2 separate regions of the Sus scrofa genome follow, and region 1 is linked to region 2. A link is a contact called in public promoter capture Hi-C data. All regions are on one chromosome and are shown on one strand. The core of a region is the stretch at or near the end of the contact, and the rest is flanking DNA. Distances in the headings are between cores, read along the strand shown. Region 1 holds the start of HYI (putative hydroxypyruvate isomerase). Region 2 holds the start of PTPRF (receptor-type tyrosine-protein phosphatase F).

Region 1 (6,672 bases), core at 2,169-4,668, 65 kb before region 2:
CCTCCTCTCACCATCACCCCCCTCCCCCGGCGCCCCCGTGTTCCCCACAGTCTCTGACGGTAGTTTTCCGAGAGCCCTTCCCAGTACAGCCGCAGGACAGCGAGAGCCCCCCCGCCCAGCTGGTCTCCACCTACCACCACCTGGAGTCGGTCATCAACACAGCCTGCTTCACCCTCTGGACCCGCCTCCTCTGAGGGATGGATCACCGAGCGTCCTCTGTAATTGCCCACCTGAAGCAGGACTGACCCGCCCTTCTGGGCACCAGGGCAAGAGCAGACCCTGAGGAACGCCCAAGGTTTTATGACTCTGACTTGGGAGGCTGGTAGCAAGAGCCACCCTGCCTAAACACGTGCAGCCACTGACCAGCCAGGGCGCCAAAGGGTCCAGTGCTCTGCCTGAGGTGCCCGTGTCTCTTCCGGCTCTGGGCCCTTCCAGGAGCCGCCTCCTTCCTGCTCTCCTGGGGGAGTCTGGGAATTCTTCGCATCAGGTGGCACGTAGGCCCTTTAGAGCTCCTCTTCCATGGATCCTGCCTCCAAGTCTTGGATGGCTGTCAGCCACCCCCATAGTGAGTCCGCTGGTCTTCACTTCCCACTGGGACTTCACTGCCGGACGTGGCCATTGAGCTAAGACACCCTGGTTCCAATCCCAGCTCTGCCATCGAAGCACCTGTGGCCCTTTGCTCTCGACCCTTGGTTTGTCATCCATACATGAGGAGGCGGACTCAGAAGCTCGCCCATCTCCAGAGCAACCCTGGCGCAGATGGGAGGACTTGAATCTGAGCTGCACGTCCCTTCTTTGCAGGAGGGAAGCGACCCCAAGAAACTGCAAAGTGAGACACTGTGTGTCCCTGTCCCCCCCTCCAGTAACATACACACACACACACACACGGAAATGCTCCGCAGGGTGTCTTTAATTCCGACTCAGGATGCACCATCAGTGTCCCGGAGGCGTGGGTGGAATGCGGGACCTCAGTGGCCAGCCCGTGGGTGGCCCCGCTTATCCCAGTACGAACGCAGCCAACTCAAGCCCTCTACCGTGTCTCCTGAGGGGAGAGGGCGGCGGGCATCAAGCCACAACCCACAAGGAGAACAGCCCCTTCCCCAGGACCTGCCGGGACCTCTGCCCACCGTCACCTTGAGGCTGGTACTCGCAGCCCACAAAGCCTTTGTAGCCTTCCTCTTCCAGCAGCTGGAACAGATAAGGGAAATTCAGCTCTCCGGGGCTGCTGGGCTCCCCCCGGCCGGGGACCTGGGCCACCTGCACGTGCCCTGGGGACAGAGGTGGGCAGATGTGAGGCTCCGGCTCCTGCTGAGGCCTGAGGCACTGATATTGGGGCGGGGGGGGGGGGCAGACAGAGGAAGCAGGGCGGACTAGGAAGGGGCCTCACCAACAATGGGCAGGAACTCCCGGATGTTCCCAGTCAGGTTCCCATCCATGATCTGCCAGTGGAACATGTCCTGGGGCAGCGACATCACCGTCACAGCCCCTGCGGGCCGCGCCATCCCCCCCCCAGGGGCCCGAGAAGTGCTCCCGCTCCCCCACTTACCATCTGTAACTGGAGGTTGGGGCTCCCAGCCTTCTGTAAGATGGCTGCCGCTGGGGACAGACCGGGGCGGGGACCGTGAGACCAAGGGCAGCACCAGAAGCAGAGGGACAGCAGAGGGCACGGGCTGGGGGGGTCCTACCCTGCTGGGGCGTATCCAGGAAGTACCGGGGGTCCGTGACGCGGGTGTTGATGGGCTCCAGCAGTCCCACGAGGTTCTCCTAGCGCCACGCGGGGTCCGTGAGGAAGCTCTCCCCAGGTCCGTCCCCCTCCATCAATCACCGGTCAGGTCCCCCTGACCTGGGCCACTGCCCAGCCTTGTGCCTGACAGCACCCCCACCACACACAGACATCCATGACGTACGTGTGTCTGGATGTGTCTTCACTTTTCCCTGTCTCACCTGAGCCAGAACCCCAGCTGCGTGCCTCAAGTTCTCCAGAAAAACTGTCTCCATTTCACCCCTGACTGCTGCTCGATCGGCCCCCTGGGGCACCCGGCCAGCCATCAGATGAATCCTGTGGGGGAAGCGGGACTGGAGGGGGCTGTGGGGTCCAGGCTCCCTGAGTGCACCTCTTCCAGCTGCCCTCCAACCGTGCCGGCCTCCCACCTCCCCAGGTCTCGAGTCAGGACCACTTGGCCGTGATGCTCAGGCCCCCCAGCAGCTCCACTGTCCGCCAAAGGCCAAGCCTTTTCCTAGAGACTGGGACTCAACCCATCCTCCCTCCTGGGGCCTCAGGCCCTCACCTGGCCCCTCCTGTAAGGGCAGCCTCTCCTTTGACGTGGTCCTTCCCTCAAGCCCGTGAACAGGCTCGTCTCACCTGAAAATTACCTTGAACCCTTATCCTTCCAGCAATTCCACAGATTGTCTCTCCTCCTTACAGTGTTTCTTAGCTTCTTCCCATCTGTTTTCTGAACCCACCCCCCAGTAACCCCACGTTGTCGGTTCCTCCTCAGCCTGCTTGCAGGCTGCAGGGTTTGACATTTATCTGATCAGCCCCACTTAGAGCCCCCACCTCTCCTCCCTTCACTGCCTGATCTTTCTCAGCCACCTCAACGCAGACAGGCCACATCCGCCTCATCAACTCTGAACACACCAAGCCCCTCTTTGGAATGCGCCTTCCATGAGCAAGTGTCCACTCTGAGACCCAGTGCCGCCTCACTACTGTAAGCAGCTGTCTCGGCTCCCAGAGCCCCCTAGAACTGACCCGTCCTCAAATGCATCTCCCCGGCCAGACTGAACTCCCAGCAAGAGATGGCCAAGAATGAGTTGTAAACGGAGAGCGACGCCACAGATAAAATGCCAAAGGCACTTTACGAGACTGGGACTGAGGGGGCGGGGAAGGGCCAGTGCGCTCGGGCCCGTGAGCCTCTTCCCGGGGTCACCGAGGGGAAGGGGCGGGCGGTGGGGAGGGGAGGATACCTGGGACAGCCCAGCGCCTTGGCGTACAGCACGGCCTGCTCCAGCCCCTCTCGAAAGGCCGCCTGCCTCCCGGGAACGGCCCCCAGCCCCATTTCCCCCTTCTCGCGGTCTCCTGCGGGGAGAACGGGCCTCAGCTCCCGGCTCGGGGCCCCAGCCCGCCCCGCCCCGGCCCGGCCCGCACGGCGCACCCGGGGGCGTGTTGATCAGCACCAGCTGCAGCCCTGCTTCCCGCGCCGCGCGCGCCAGTGCCTCGGGTGGCTCCGCGTAAGGCCAGCCGATCTCGGCTGCCTGAAAGCCCGAGCTGCCCGCGGCCCGGAGCCGCGCCGAGAGGCTGGCGAGCTCCGGGAACAGCCAGGACACGTTAGCCGAGAAGCGCAGCGGAGCCATGGCCGCCGGGAGCGCGCGCGCCCGGGGCAGAGTCCGTGAGGCCGGAACGCGATAGCGGGCGGGGCCGGGGAGGGGGCGGAGGGCGGGGCGCGGGCGGCCGCGGAGGGGGCGGGGCGGGGCGCGGGAGGCCACGGAGGGGGTGGGGCGGGGCGGTCGCGGAGGGGCGGGGCGGGGGCGGCCGCGGAGGAGCCCGGCCCGGCCGAGCGGGGGCGCGCTGGCCCCGCAAGCCGCCGCGAGCTGGCTGCCGGCCGTCCCGGGGGAGAAAAGCCGTCTGTCGTGGCGAAAACTGTGGACAGGCCAAAAAAGTGCACCTTTTCCAGACCGGAGAGGGCGGCGGGGAAGGGGGCGTGGGCGAGTCGGCCGCCCCGAGGCCGGGTTAACGTGAAGGAGCGTGGATGCTAACGCACGCTTAGTGCTTTCCCCTTATTATAAGCAGAGTGTCTTTTCCCTACGGAACGACTGAAAGCCGTGTGTCCGAAAAAGGGACGTCTAACACACCCGTCAACTTTCCCTTACAAGTCAAAAACTGAACACGGGCGGTCTTTTCTTAGGAAATCCTGATTGTACTGTATATGCGGTTTATGGCCTGCGTTCTCATTATTTTGTGAGCATTTTCCTTTGAAAACCTTGGATTAGCTGCTCACTGTTCTACTCCTACTCAGCCCAGAATCTATCATACTGCCCTCTCGTTGGACATGCGGGTTTTCTACCTGTGTGGGGGCTAGAAAAGCACTTGAATGCGCCCCCTGGCCCACCTCTGAGTCACCTCCCTAGGTTCTTTTTGTAGGGATGTCCAGAGGACTTGGCCGGTCCAAAGTCCTTTAATAGGAAAACTGCCCCCACCCCTGGACTCTGCACTGAGCGGCTCTGGACAGGCTGGGCCCTCTTAGTCCCAGCTGATTGGACCACAGAGGGACATCTGAGTCAAAGGTAGCCAATCCATAGACTGGCCCAAGATCCATTACCTTCCTAGTTTGGAAAGATCATCTGGCCAGATTCCCTGTTTAGAGAATTCAAACAAGGAAAGACTGAGAGTCAGTTGAGATGTGGGTTTGCCAGGAGATGGTGGTGGCTGTTGAAGCTGAAAAAGCAGGAGCCAGGTGGTAAAGAAAAGCTGGAGCAGAGACCAGGGAACGGAGTACTATCTGTAGAAATCACATGTTGAGACACCACTGTTGTAGCGTTCCCAGGATTGGCCAAATTCATGGCTGCTCCCAGACCTGCACTTCTCAAGGCTGGAGTGTTTAGACTTTCCATGGTTCACGTGTCTGTAACCTCTTAATGTTTCTTGAGATCATTCAAATGGATTTATTTCAGCCCCAATAACCCAACTGAATGGGCAGATGCCAGATTGGTGTTACATGGTGAAAAAATAGGAGCATGCTTAAATTCTTGCCGACTGTGCTAGATGGCATCTCAAAAATGTAAGTTGAGGAGTTCCCGTCATGGCCCAGTGCAGTGGTTAGTGAATCCAGCTAGGAACCATGAGGTTGCGAGTTCAATCCCTGGCCTCATTCAGTGGGTTAAGGATCCAGCGTTGCCGTGAGCTGTGGTGTAGATCACAGACACAACTTGGATCCCACGTTGCTGTGGCTGTGGTGCAGGCTGGCGGCTACAGCTCCCATTAGACGCTTAGCCTGGGAACATCCATATGCCTCGATGTGGCCCTAGAAAAGACAAAAAGACAAAAAAAAAAAAAAAAGTAAGTTTACACTGAGACAATCCATGCATAGAAGTCAGCTGGACCTGCTTCCTGTGCTTGCTTTGACGGAAGGCAGCTCGAAGTGCAGCCTCAGGGGCACCTGGCCTCCACTGTCTTCCTGCCACTCCTTGCCTGCGTCCCAAATCAGGCCCACCCCGACATCTGGCGTCCAGATCTCCGAGTTCATCCAAGTGCCCGGCAGGTACGGTTTCTCCGGCTCCGCCTCCAAACACAGGCTGCCACCAGCTATGACTGATCACCTGATTTCTTGCCCCTTATGCTTGGAACGCTGACGTGCTCCTTGGTTCCAGTCCAATCAGGATGTGACCTCACTAAGTACCATCTTAATCAGTCCCAACGTCAGCATGTTTACAATCCAGTGCTGCCAAAGCAGAGCAGCATGGAAGGCAGGTAACTCCTTATTGACGCTTCACGATAAATCGCTGAGCATGCGGATTTCGGAGCCCACCATCTGCTGGGGTCTGTAGTAGGCACGAAATTTGCCCAGCCTCCAATGACCCACTCTTGTTTTGCTTGTATACCCTTTAGGGCAGCAGAGTTGATATAGCAACTGGATGTACACGACTCACTTTCCCCCTTAATTCCCTTGCAACCACCCTCACACGTGCACATGAGAAGGGCCATGCCCATGAGAATTATTTTGTGTATTCACCATTTATCTATACCTTATCCCACTTTGCAACATAAGCATTACACTAAGTTGTTATTACAAATATTGATTCTTTGCATTAAATTTTTTTTTCTTTTTTGGCCACACCCGCAGCATGGAAGTTCCAGGGCCAGGGATCAAATCCAAGCCACAGCTGCAGCAACGCCAGATCCTCAGCCTGTTGTGCCACGGCAGAAACTAGCTTTGTACTTAACTTTTAATCAAAGAATTTGTACAGAGGAGTTCCTGTTGCGGCTCAGCCGGTCAAGAACCTGACTAATCTCCATGAAGATGTGGGTTCAATCCCTGGCCTCACTTAGCAGTTAGGGATCCAGTGTTACCACAAGCTTCGGCCTAGGTTGTGGATGTGGCTTGGATTCAGCGTTGCTGTGGCTGTGGCGTAGTCCAGCAGCTGCAGTTCCTATTCGACCCCTAGCCAGGGAACTTCCATAAGCCGCAGGTGAGGCCCTAAAAAAAAAAATGTGTTACAGATATATGATGATCGGTTAAAGTAACAATGACTTTTAAATGAGTGTGTGGATGATGTGGCTGAAACGTGCATGTAGAGGCAGAGCCTCATGCAGGAACTGGATTGCACTTGCCAACTTCGTAAAAAAGGTTACGGCTCATGTGAAATGCAAATCAAAACCTCAATGAAATTTCATTTTATACCTTCCAGATTGGCAAAAACTTCAAAGTCAGACAATGCCAAATATTGGAAGGGATTTGGAACAATGGACCGTTTATTCACTGCTTATAGGAGTGTAAATCACTACAACCACTTTAGAAAATAATTTGACATTACCTTTTTTTTTTTTTTTTGTCTTTTTAGGGCCCCACGTGTGCCATATGGAAGTTCCCAGGCTAGGGGTTGAATCAGAGCTGTAGCTGTCAGCCTACACCACAGCCACAGCAAAGTGGTATCCGAGCGGTGCCTGCAACCTACACC
Region 2 (6,525 bases), core at 1,881-4,380:
GGTACTATTGGTTCCAAGATACTGAACCCACCCAACATATACCTTTCTGTCTGTCTGTCTTTCTTTCTTTCTTTTCTTTCCGGCGACCCCATGGCCTGTGGAGTTCCCGAGCCAGGCCAGGGATCAGATCTAAGCTGCAGATGGAAGCCATGCCACAGCTGCAGCAATGCTGAATCTTTTAACCTACTATGTGGGGCTGGGGATCGAACCTGCATCCTGGCACTGCAGAGACACCACCAATCCGGTTGCACCGCAGCAGGAACGTCCAGAGCAAGTCTTAAGGGGTGTTTTTTATGACTCTGTGTGAGAGACTTTATGACCAACTTGGTTTCGTGGGAACCGAAACCCAAAAGTCAGAAGCTCTGTCTCTGTCCCATCTCCTCCCCTCCCCTCCTCTCTCTCTCCCCTCCCCGACTCCTACCTCCCTCTGGGGTGATTCCTAGTCTCCTTCTGTTTTTCAAGGTTTGCAGGTTGCACTGATGAGTGTGCGGGAAGGAAGGTGCCCTGTTTCTGGCCCAGTGACTGAGTGAATGAGGTGACACGGCCTGAGGCAGAGACAGCCCATCTGGAGGCCAGCAGATCTGGGGCGGGCGAGAGTGATTTCGGTTCACCTGTGGCGTATCCAGTCCGTGGTCTAGAGAAAAGCTCTTAGAGATATGGAGCCTCAGCTCAGAAGAGGCCCAGACCAGAGACAGGTGTTTGGAAGTCATCCGTATTTGGTTCTTGCTGGTGGAGGTGGTCAGGGGGCACGAGGCAGAGAGGGGGAGAGAAGGCCTGGGACAGACCCCAGGAGAAGCAGGAGATGCTATAAGCGAGACTGAGAAACAGCAGTCAGTGAGGAGCATGCAGGCCATCGAAGCCAAGGGGAAGAACTGTCTCCATAAGGCAACAATGAGCAGGCATCATTGGCCAAAAAGTATACGTTTTTCAATTTAGAAGGACCGCCCCCACCCCAAATCTAAACCTACCCCCAATTCTCAAAAACAGGCCCAAATGTCTAAAGAGGCTATACCTTCTCCAAAGTACACCCAAATTACCAATGGACTAAAAAAAGCCACTGACTGGGGAATATGCATTTTTGATCCATTTGTCATCAGGAATCTAGATTTAATTGTTTGCCCAGAATCACTGGAGCCATTCCCATCCCCTTCTCACACACCAGGGGGCGCACACGGATCACTTCTAAATCCAAGTCCAAGGCAAAAGCGGGCAGTGAACTGGGGCCTAACCAGAACTTGACCCCCTCAACCCAGAGCCCTAGACCCCTCTTCTACCCCTGCCCTTCCCATTACACTGTGATGCCTGAATTCAGGTGCCTCGATAATCCCCAGTCTTTGTTTATCTCTCACCTAATCCCCAGACTCACCTGGGTATCCCAGAGACCCCATAGAAGATGAGAGAACCCCTGTCACCTGACCTAGGGCAGTAGGGGTAGGCTCCCCATCTTTCATGAAAAGAGCAGGCAGGAGAGGGTTGATGTGGCATGGACTGGGAGGGTAGGTCTGGGGCTTTGGAGCCCAGACCTTGGTTTGGAGCTCGCCACGTTCTTTGGAATAAATCTTCAGGTAAGTCAGTGATTTAGCCCAGACATTGATAGGGTCAGCCCTTGAGTTTGATACGAGGGGTCAGAAATTCCATCCCGACATTTATATCAGGCTTGTGGGACATGATCAAGTCCTGAACTCAGGGGCCAGTTCAGGATGCGATTCAGATTTCACAGTTGGAATTGGTGTAAATATTGGGGTGCTGGGGTTGACATCAGGTCAGAGAGGTGGAGAGTCAGTATGGGGATGAAGTGGACTTGTGTGCAGTTTCTGCAAAGCCAGTGTCACAAGTCCTGGGTTCCAAAATTACCTTTATTTATTCTGTGTGTGTGTGTGTGTTTAGGGCCACACCTGCGGTATATGGAAGTTTCCAGACTAGGGATCGAATGGGAGCTTCAGCTGCCGGCCTATACCACAACCACAGCAATAGCAACGCCAGATCGGAGCCAGGTCTGGGAACTACACCGCACCTAGTGGCAGCGCTGGATCCTTAACCCACTGAGCAAGGGCAGGGATCGAACCCATATCCCCATGGATACTAGTCCGGTTCTTAACCCTCTGAGCCACAATGAGAACTCCCCAAAATGACCTTTAAAGGTGGGTCAAGTTAGGGTTTTAAATGGTCCCCCAAATGGATAAAGTTTGAGGTCAGTATTTGTATTAGGGTCCTTTTCTTTTCTTTTCTTTTTTTTTGGCCTTTTTTACGGCCGCTCCCTTGGCATATGGAGGCTCCCAGGCTAGGGGTCTAATCGGAGCTGCAGCTGCCAGCCTACGCCAGAGCCACAGCAATGTGGGATCTGAGCCGCGTCTGCAACCTACACCACAGCTGACGGCAACGCCGGATCCTTAACCCACTGAGCAAGGGCAGGGATCGAACCCGCAACCTCATGGTTCCTAGTCGGATTCGTTCACCACTGAGCCACGTTGGGAACTCCCTAGGGTCCTTTTCTGGTGACCTAATCCCAGTTCAGAAAGTGTGCTGGTGTTGACCTGGGGTTGAGAGTGCAGTATTAGTTTCAGGTAAGCCTTTGGGTTCAGATAAGAGTGTTGGGGTCCACAGCAAGGGAGCCATTGGAGTTTAGGGTTCATACAGGGATCGGGGTTCAGCATTGGTACCAGTGTCCATTTGAAGAACCAGGGTTGGTGCTGGGGTGATACAGGGGTTTAGAGTCAGAGTTGGTGTTTGAGGTCAATATAGGGGTTCAGATTAAAATGACTACTTGAGCCCATTTCGGGTCAGATTTAGGGGGTTTGAACTTACTGTTGCGGGGGGGGGCGTCTGGACTCAATATCATGTTCAGATCTGAATGGGAGGAAGTCGGGTCCTAGAGTAGTGTCAGGTTCCTATTTGGATCGGGAGCCACTAATAGGATCTGGACTTCATGCGGGCGTTTGGGTCCGTCCCTGCTCATTACTGGGGTTCCGGTTCAATACTGGAGGCCGGGTGGGTTTATACGCCGGGTTGAGTTGCGGCCTCTTCGGGCCTACGCGGCTCCGCGGCTCTACGAGCGAGAGTGCACGAGGGGAGGGGCGGCGCCGGGGACGCGCACGGCAGGGGCAGGGGCGCGGGCGCGGGCGCGCGGCTGGAGCTGGCGCGGGAGCGTCGGGAGCGGTGGCGGCGGCGGCGGCGGCGGCAGCGGCAGAGGCGGCGGCTCCAGCTCCGGCTCCTGCTCGGGCTCCGGCTCCAGCTCGGGTGGCGGTGGCGGGAGTGGGATCCGGTAGCGGCGGCGGCGACAGAAGAGGAGCGGGAGCAGCGGCCCCAGCGGCTTGGGGGGGACATGCGGACCGACGGCCCCTGGATAGGCGGTGAGTGACCCCCGGGCCCCCCCTCCGGCCCCCTCCGCATCTGTCCCTTCCCCTCTCTCCTCACCCTCGGCGGATCCGAGCTGGGGGCGGTCCCGGGGGACTGGGGGCGCCGCTGAGGCCGGGCCGCGCCCCCACCTGCCGCGCCCGCCGCCTCGGCTGAGCACCCCCCGCCCCAGCCCGGCGGCTCCTCCCCGCGTGCCCCCCGCGGCAGACGTGTCCCCCACCCCGCTACCGGCTGGCGAGCTCCCCGCCGCCCCCCGCCGCCTGCCCCTTCCTCCCCCTCTCCCCCTCCCTCCCGCCGCACCTGAGCCGCAGCCCGCGCCCCCCCAACGCAAAGTTTCCCTTTTGCGTCGGTGCTCCCCCTCCTCGGTCCCGCCTCGTCTCCCCCCTCCGCCGGCGCGGACGCGCTCCGGGGGCGGCCCTCAACCTCCCACCGCCACCCCAGCTCCGGGCGGGTCCAGGCCGCGCCCCCACCCCCGCCGCACAGGCGCCCCCTCCCAGCCGGCGGGGGATCCGCAGCCGCCGCGCCCCCGTCTCGCTCGCGGCCCGGGCGCACGTGTGGTCCCGGGGTGTGCGCGGCGCGAGTTTGGAAGCCCCCCTCGTCCCCGCTCGGTCGCCGGCGCGAGCTGGGAGGGGCCGGGCCGGGCCGTACCTGCCCCTACCCGGGTGCAACGACCCCAAGGCCCTGGAGCGACCTGTCCCGTGAGGACTTGTCCACTCGGACCCGCTCGGGAAAGTTCACTCAGTCGCCGCCCCGCGTCCCGTCCCGAGCTGGCGTGCCCCAGTCCTCATCGCTGTGCCCATGCGCCCGTCTGGGCGTCTTTCTCCGTTCCCCTCGGTCTCGCCCCCTCTCTGTGCCCTTCAGCATCTCTGTATCTCTGTCTCCCGGTGTCACAGCCTCCCAGCCGCCCCCTCCGCCTGAAGCCGGGGTCTCAGCGGTCTGCACCGCCCTCCGCGGGTCTCTGTGTTCTTTCCCCGGGTCTCTGTGTTCTTTCCCCGGGTCTCTGTTCTCTCTTCCCAGGTCTCCCTGTGCTCCCTCCCCCATCCGGGCGTCTCGCTTCCTGGGTCTCTGTCGTGTCTCTCACGGGTCTCTTGGTGTCTCTGTCTCCTGCGGGCTGGAGTCTCCGCCGCCTCTCCGCGGCCTCCTCCCCCCGGGCTCTCTGGAATGCTGCCCCTCTGGTTCTGCCACCCCAGGGTGGGGGAGGGGCGAGCTTTCCTCCCCTTTTCAGCACCCCCTCCCCAGTGCAAGGCCCCGAGTTGGAGCAGGTTAGGGGGTGGCAGCCCGGCACCTGTCTAAGCTGAGAAATGGAAGGGGGCCACCGACGGGGGGCGCGGGGGGGGGCCCTCTGGATTCCCCCTGGGGGCCGCGAGGCTGGCCTGGGAAACGGGACCGCGGGGTGTTGTGTTGAAGGCTCTGCTTTGGCTCCTGAACAGACAGACAGGGGCAGGGATCCAGAGGGACCCCGTGCGGGATCTGGCCAGAGAATCCAGGGAAGCGCCTTGGGTTTGAAGCCTGGAAAAGGATCCAGAGCTGGTGCTGCCCGGGGGACCACCCTCAGTGGTGAAGGATCCACTGGAAAGGAAGGGACTCTGCCGAGGGATCAGGGATCCGGTGGGATCCGGAGGAGGGTCTTGAAGGAAATCTCCGGAAATTCTGTGCTTGGCTCCTTCTTAACTCTCGCTTCAAGGGAGCAAGAAAATCCCTGTTTTTCCCTGATTACAGGAAGGAGCCTGGGGCTGCAAGGAGGAGCAAGTGGAACTCCCTAAGCACAGCCCCCACATCCACAGGCGGGCCACACACTCCCACCCCCTCATTTCTCCTCCCGGCTGGCCCTCCCACCCCTTCCCCACCCGGCATCCACTTGTCTCCCGAATGCCCTCGCACACTGGGGCCTGCATGGCAGCCAGAGCTCCGAAATCTGCTGTGCTTGCACACCTTGCACCGGGCCTGTGTGCTTGCTTGTGCTCTCTCAGCACCCCTGTGCACAGTGCGGGGAGGGGTGTGTGCACACTCGGTCAGGTGCCTCCTCATGCACACACTCGCTCGCGTGGTTTTGCTTGCTCGGTTTCCCCTTATCATTTGAAATGTCTCTGTAGTTCTGTTTTCCACCGGCTCTTTCTCTTCCCTCTCTTCTTCCTCTAACAGGAAATTGTTCTTATTATGCCTTCCTCCCTCCTGTCTTCCTTCCCCCTGCAGCTCCCGACCTCTCTTGTAGTCAGCCTTGGGCACAGGGTGAGGGGAGGGGAGGTGTGGCGTCCAGGGCTTCTAAGAGAGGACGCTGGATTTGGGTGCTGGCGAAGCGCTTGGGTGTGGGGGATTGCAGTAAGGATAGACGGGCTACTTTCTTGACAGCAAAATGCTGGCCTTGGGTGTCTGTGCTACCTCCGTCACCCTTGATGGGGAGTCCAGTACCGAGGGCCCTCGGTCAGGGGGAGGTGACACCCAGATCTCCAGAGGCTGTAACACACACTGCAGCCACTCCACCTTCCAGTGTGGGACCTTGAGGAGGTCCCTTCCTCCTTGAGCCTCAGTTTCACCCCCTGTAAAATGGGAAAAGAGATCCCACCATAGCAGGTCCCAAGGCTCTTGTGAGAAGCTCAGGGAACTATGTGGCACTGTATCAGCAGCAGTGGCCAGTGCTTGCCATGTGACTGACACGGCTATGTGCTTGGACCAGGCTTGCAGCCCAGGGCCCTGCCCTTGAGAAGCTCATGGTCCCTGGGGGGAACAGATTGCATCATGGGAATGCAGAGCAATTCAGTAACCTCTTATTGATTGCCGCCCGTGTGCCAGACCCTGGGCTAGGCACTTTCAGCCAGGCTGCCGTGCTTCCCGTGGAACTACCAGCTGTGTAAAAGAGGCAGCCCGCTCTTCAGGAGCTGCTGAGGTTGGACTCAGCATCAGCTCACCTAAAGCCGCTGCAATTCTGAGCTGAGGTTAGAAGATTGGGGGAGCTCATCATGAGACAGGGGTGCGTTCAGAGATCAAGATGAAATAAGTCCCAGGGGAGGCCAAGAAAATAAGCTATATGAACTGGGTTTTAAGGGATGAATAGGAGTTTTCCAATGGAAGAAAGGGCACTGGAGGCAGAAAACAAACAAACAAACAAAAAAAACGAGTGAACATTCAGAGGCTTTATCCCTTGGAGCAAATCACAGAAGGTCTCAAATGCCC

Evidence for each region. Promoter capture Hi-C pulls out the DNA fragments that hold promoters and counts their contacts.
Region 1: a contact with region 2 is called in a promoter capture Hi-C map of liver, with 8 times the contacts expected there. The contact joins the promoter of HYI here to the promoter of PTPRF in region 2. A contact is called at or near these places in 1 of 5 promoter capture datasets (liver) and 5 of 47 Hi-C or Micro-C datasets (heart right ventricle, liver and skeletal muscle).

What each region holds. Positions count from the first base shown.
Region 1 is chr6:167,805,809-167,812,480 of Sscrofa11.1, reverse strand. It overlaps HYI (putative hydroxypyruvate isomerase), which reads right to left and starts at 3,418. Exons shown (of 8, transcript XM_003128063.4): 1 at 3,153-3,418; 2 at 2,965-3,076; 3 at 1,945-2,059; 4 at 1,686-1,764; 5 at 1,547-1,596; 6 at 1,388-1,457; 7 at 1,134-1,268; 8 at 893-1,042. The coding sequence starts at 3,351. The coding sequence ends at 969. SZT2 (protein SZT2) reads left to right here. Exons shown (of 72, transcript XR_002345235.1): 72 at 51-892.
Region 2 is chr6:167,740,355-167,746,879 of Sscrofa11.1, reverse strand. PTPRF (receptor-type tyrosine-protein phosphatase F) reads left to right here and starts at 3,130. Exons shown (of 33, transcript XM_021096855.1): 1 at 3,130-3,350.